2 separate regions of the Macaca mulatta genome follow, and region 1 is linked to region 2. Evidence: chromatin contacts called from public Hi-C data. All regions are on one chromosome and are shown on one strand. Each heading gives the region's core, a stretch centred on a gene start, on an enhancer-like site or on the middle of the called end of the contact. The rest is flanking DNA. Distances are from core to core; before and after follow the strand shown.

What was found. Hi-C and Micro-C count contacts between places; a contact is called where the count stands out from the background.
Region 1: a Hi-C map of liver shows a contact between it and region 2, with 2.1 times the contacts expected there. The contact joins the promoter of PLEKHJ1 here to the promoter of DOT1L in region 2. A contact is called at or near these places in 2 of 14 Hi-C or Micro-C datasets (cortical neurons and liver).

Annotation. Positions count from the first base shown.
Region 1 is chr19:2,982,157-2,984,885 of T2T-MMU8v2.0, reverse strand. It overlaps PLEKHJ1 (pleckstrin homology domain containing J1), which reads left to right and starts at 1,381. Exons shown (of 6, transcript NM_001376257.1): 1 at 1,381-1,555; 2 at 1,720-1,787; 3 at 1,883-1,949. The coding sequence starts at 1,462. It overlaps SF3A2 (splicing factor 3a subunit 2), which reads right to left and starts at 849. Exons shown (of 9, transcript XM_077979118.1): 1 at 182-849. It overlaps LOC144336991 (a long non-coding RNA gene), which reads left to right. Exons shown (of 2, transcript XR_013409543.1): 2 at 1-819.
Region 2 is chr19:2,905,562-2,908,633 of T2T-MMU8v2.0, reverse strand. DOT1L (DOT1 like histone lysine methyltransferase) reads right to left here and starts at 1,776. Exons shown (of 28, transcript XM_077978913.1): 1 at 1,444-1,776. The coding sequence starts at 1,524.

The sequences.
Region 1 (2,729 bases), core at 132-2,631, 77 kb before region 2:
CCCCTGGCTGTTTGGTGTTCTCCAAGGATACACACGAACAACGGTCACAGCCATGTGCACCTGCAAAATGGGGCCAGCTAACGTTTTCTGGTCCCCTTTGGCATGGTGTTGAAGCTGTCACTCCCGTTTTAAGGGGAATGAGGCTTACAAGAGTTATATCACAGAGCCCCAGTGAACTCACAGGTATAGATTAGCATGCAGAAGCGTTCTCGGCTACAAGGAAGGAGGCCCAAACCATTTCAGCCGCGATCCCGATCTGATCCCAAAGAGTCTTAGTTGTTTCTTTTTCATTTTGTGAAACAGGGTCTTGCTCTGTTGCCCAGGCTGGAGTGCAATTGCGATCATGGCTCACTGCAGCCTCGACATTCCGGGATCAAGCGATCCTCTCGAGTAGCTGGGGCTACAGGTACAACAACCAACTCCTGGCTAATTTTAAAAATTTTTTTGTAGAGATGGGGTCTCGCTGTGTTGTCCAGCCTGGTCTCGAACTCCTGGCCTCAAGCGATCCTCCCGCCAAGCCCTCCCTGAGCGGTGAGATTACAGGCGTGAGCCCCCGCGCGCGGCCTCCCAACAGGAGTTTGGAAATAGAGTTCCGAGCGGGCCCGACCCTCCGGGCCCGCCCAGCGCGGGATCTACAGGATGCACAAGGCCGGACGCTCACGGGAGGAGGGAGGGGAGCGACGCCGCCGCCCGCCCCTCGGCCTGCGGCCTGTCGCAAGCTCCTCTCTCCTACGTCCGCTCTTCCCCAGGGAACCCCCGGTCCGAGTCGGCCGCCACCCTCAACCGGCTCCACTCCTCACCAGAGCCTGAGGCCGCGTTATCTCCTCGATCCGCCACCGCCACGACTTCGTTCGGCGCACGCGCGTCGCGGTCAAAGAAAGCACTTCCGGGGCAAATGGGGCGGGCCCTCTGGTGTGCGCATGCCCGGCCCGCCCAGCGGCGCAAGTCAGAGAGTCAGGAGGCGCGAGGGAAAGGGCTGGAGGGGGCGGGGCTGAACGCCCGGCCTGGAAGGCAAACCGCGCGTGCGCACAACGCCCCCAACGAACCCTTGGTCCGCTGCGGCCGCGCTGGGCTAACTTTCGCGAGGGGCGGCTGACATTCTTCGGGAGACGTTATCGCTCCCTCCGCCTGCGCCTGGCCGCTCTAGGAAGGGGTGCCAGCCATCGCGGGGGTGCCTTGATGCTGTTCCACCTTTGTCTGGTTTATTTCAATTTAATGGTTATGTAACGACTGTCCGTCTCCGCTACCAACTCGTGCACCGTCCCCCCCCGCCCCCCCCGCCCCAGGTCGCCAGCGCCACGCACTGGAGACTGGCGGCATGGCCGGCCCAAAGTGCGCAGGCGCACTAGCCCCGGCGGTGCTTCCGTGTCTGCGCCCTGAGACCTTTTTGGCGCCGGCCCCGGCGTGAACGGGGACGGCGGCCGGGAGGGCGCGGTCCAGGTTCCCGTTCCCCGCGAAGCCATGCGGTACAACGAGAAGGAGCTGCAGGCGCTGTCCCGGCAGCCGGCCGAGATGGCGGCCGAGCTGGGCATGAGGGGCCCCAAGAAGGGCAGCGGTGAGCGGGACCCGGGAGACCGGGACAGTGCCAGGGGCGGGAGGCTGGGGCCGCGGTCCGGGCGCGGGTGCCGGAGGCCGGATTCCGGGTCGGGGCGCCGGGTGCGGGAGGCCGGGGTCCGGGCGGGGGCTGCCTGCGCCTCTGAGCGCGCGCTGTGCCCGCAGTGCTGAAGCGGCGGCTGGTGAAGCTGGTGGTGAATTTCCTCTTCTACTTCCGGACAGACGAGGCCGAGGTAGGGGCGTCGAGGGCGCGCGGGCGGATCCCAGGCTGGGGCCCCGCGGAGGCCGGGTGCTCACCGCTCCGTCCCGGCGCCCGTGTCTCCTCCAGCCCGTCGGAGCCCTGCTTCTGGAGCGGTGCAGAGTCATCCGGGAAGAGCCCGGCGCCTTCTCCATCAGTGAGTGGGGCTAGGGAAGCCAGCGGCGCCTCCCGCAGCCCGGGGCACCAGCAACGCTGCAACTGTCCCCTCCCCAGGCGCTCAAGGCCTCCTCTGTGTCCCCAGCCTGGCGCCACCCTCCCCAGACATAAGAATGCATTGTCCACGGGCAGCTCAAGGTCAGGTTCTCCTGGCGGGCACCATCCCGCCCACCTGCCAAGTCCACTTAAGCTTGGGTTCCTTCCAGATTCTGCTCTTTCTTCCCTGTGGGCCCAGGCTGTACTCACAGAGAGGCTGGGCCAGCCCCACCCAAAGCGTTTCCCAACTGCCACAACTAGCATGGGTCTAGCATTAGGTGGGGGTAGGGGGAGTGAGAGGGGGGTGTTCTCCTGGGTCTTAAGAGATTCCCTTCTGCGGGGAAAAATGGAGTCCCTGCTGGTTTGCCAGAGTGGCTGTCAAAATTTCACAGGTCGGGTGGCTTAGATATCAGAAACATTCTATACAGTTCTGGAGGCCAGAAGTCCTAGATGAAGGTGTTGGTGGGGCTGGGTCCTTCTGAGGCCGAAGGGAATCTCCCAGTTCCTAGTGGCGGCCAGCATCCTCCAGGTTCCTTGGTTTGTGGAAGTGTCACCTTGTCCCTGCATCACGTCTGTGCCCACATTTCCCCTTCTACACAGACGCCAAGCAGAATTTAGGGCCCACCCTGACAACCGCTTTTTACTTTATTATTTATTTATTTTTTGAGACAGGGTCTTGCTCTCTCGCCCAGGCTGGAGTGCAGTGGCGTGATCTAGGCTCACT
Region 2 (3,072 bases), core at 527-3,026:
CAGTCTAATAAAATTTTTGTAATAACGTCATGGTCGGACGCCTTCTATCACCTAAAACGATGAGAGCCCAACAGAGAGAAGCGGAGGCTGGAAGGATTCTGGAGTTTGAACATTCGAGGGAGGAAACCGGTCGGGGCGCTGAAGCGCTGCCTCCGCTTTCAGTTTTTGTCCTAGCACCTCTCCCGGCCGGAACCCGGTCAGGCCGCCCAGGCGCACACCCAGAGCTGCCCAACCACGGAAGCCAGAGCCCCAGGGCCCGACCCCACCAGCCCCGCGCGCGGGACGTGCGGCCGGGCTGGAAGCCGCTCTCCCTCTCCCTCCCACTCGCACGGACCCGCGGCAGTGAGCCAGCCCGGGCTCCCCAGCGCTCTCGGCGTCCTGACCCCGCCCCCAGCGAGCACGTTTCCAAAAACTGACACAAGCCGAGCGCGCGCGCGGGAGTCCCAAGGCGCGCGGGGATGCCCGGCCGAGCCCTGCGGGCGCGCCCCCCAAAACTCGCACCCCAGACACGCTCGCCGACAGCGCCTGCTTCACTTTTCCCCGAAAAAGCGCCCTTCCCGGACCGGAGCGTGCTCAGAGGGTCCCAAGCGCGGACGCACGAGCCCCGCCTCCCCAGGGGCCACGCCGGGACTCGCACCCCGGGAGCCGCACGCGGGTTTCTGGAACCACCCCGGGGGGTGCCCTCTGTAACATTCCACCCGGCCTGTCATTTTCCAACGGTCACCAAGATGAAGGAGACAAAATTTACTAACTCCCGGGGTGAGCCCAATCCTGCCCACTCAAGATCGGGGGACAGAAGTCCCGATTTCCAAGGGTAAAGCCTGTCCCGCCCACTAGCATTAAAAGGTGAAAGATTCATAATTTCCCAGGGCCAGGGCAGCCCATACCCGCTCAACATTACCGGGGCAAAATTTCCCCATTTCCAAAGGTCAGACCGCTCCCGCCCACTCAAGGGGACGTTATCTCCCACCTTCCCAGGGTCGGGCCCGCCCAGCCCCAGTAGGAAAAGCGTGACAAACGCCTAATTTTAAAAAAGAAGAGAAGAGACAGAAAAGGATGCCCTTAAAAAGAGAAATAAGGCGGCGGAGCACACTGACAGCGCCGGGAACAAGCCGGGCGGGCTTCACGTCAAAACGCGGCCGGCACGAGCTACTCCTCCCGTTCTGCGCCCGGGACAGCCCGGCGGGGTCAACGGCACCGCGACCGGGCTCGGGGGCGCCGGCTCCCGCTCCCACCCCGGGCGCGGGGGGCTCCCACCCTACTGGAAACAGCCGCGGGGCCCTCGGCGGGGAAGCAACGGGGGTCCCTAGCAGCGACAGTGGGGTCCAAGGGCTCCGTTCCCCAGGAGAGACCGGCGCGCGCGGCTGGGGGGTTTTGGGGTGTCCCCGGGGGCGACGGAGGAGGGGAGGCCGGGAGGGAGGGACGGTGGGGGACGGCACTCACGTAGACCGGCAACGGCCACGGGTAGACGGCGGGCTCAGCCCCCACGGGCGACTTGAGTCTCAGCTCCAGCTTCTCCCCCATGTCCGCGCGCGCGGCCGCCGCACCATGCTAGGCGGGCGGTTGGGGGAGGGGCGGGGCCGCCGGTGGGCGGAGGAGGGCGGGCAGGAGGGAGGGGCGGGAGGCTGAGGGGAGGGGGCCTGGCCTCGGCCTCGGCCGCCGCCGCCGCCGCCGCCGCGCTCCGGTCCGGCCCGGCCCCCGGCTCCCTCTTTGTGGTCACAGGCCCGGGGCCTCCAGCGCCTCCGCCATCTTGGGCCGGCGTGAGGCGAGCACAATGAGCCGGGGGCCGGGCGGAACCACTCGCCGTGCGCGCGAGGGGGGCCCAGAGCGAAGAGGCCGGCGCGTGCCCGCCGCCCAGCCGGCCGCCCCGCGCGCGCCACCCCTTCGGCGCCCCGCCCCGTGGACTCGCCCGCCCGCCCGAATCCACGCACGCACGCACATACGCACGCACGTCCTCGGTTGCCCTCAGGCGCCCCCTTCCCCCACTCGCCGGCCCGACGCGGAGACCCGGGGAGACCCTATGGGCGGGCCCGTCGGATGACGAGTTCGAATCCCGTCCCAGGGGGGAGGACGCCGAACACCTCCCCACACACGACCTAGTAAAACCAAAAACCTAATTTTCCCCCGTAAGAGTCACGGTCTAGGGCTTGCTCTAGCTCCAAGCCCAGGACTCATTCGACAACAATGCTGTTTCATTGGGTACAAAAAAAAAGCTGGGCGTGGTGATTCACCCCTGTAATCCCAGCACTTTGGGAGCCCAAGGCGGGCGGATCACCTGAGGTTGGAAGTTCGAGACCAGACTGACGAACACAGAGAAACCCCCTCTCATGGCTAGGCGCAGTGACTCACGCCAGTAATCCCAGCACTTTGTGAGGCCGAGGCCGGCAGATCACCTGAGTTCAGGAATTCAAGACCAGCCTGGCCAACATGGTAAAACCCCGTCTCTTCCAGAAATACAAAAATTAGCTGGGCGCGGTGGCGGGCACCTGTAATCCAGGCTACTGGGGAGGCTGAGGCAGGAGAATCGTTTGAACCTGGGAGGCTGAGGTTGCACCATTGTACTCCAGCCTGGGCAACAGAGCAAGACTCCGTCTCAAATTAATTAATTAATTAATTAATTAAGCTATAAACTAAGTTTCTCCCAAAGTTAGTTCAGCCTACGCCCAGGGATGAACAAGGACAGCTTGGAGGTTAGAAGCAAGGGGGAGTCAGTAAAGATCTCTTTAACTGTCTCAGTCATAATTTTGCAAAGGCGGTTTCACCACCAGCACCTCCCCAAGTCCCCAGGGGACACCAACACCCTCCCTGCCCAGCCAGATTCCAGCCCTGCCCCACCCCTTCCCTGCTGGGTGACCTTGGGAGAGTCACTTGACCTCCAATGCTTTCCTCCTCCCAACAATGGAGTCCCGCAGTGACTGCCACAGTGCCTGGTGATTAAAGCCTTTGAGTGTCAAAGTACAACAGTCCCTTGTACTTTTTTTTTTTTTTTTTTTTTTGGTTTTTTGAGACACTCTCGCTCTGTTGCCCAGGCTAGAGTGCAGTGGCACAATCTCAGGTCACTGCAGCCTCCGC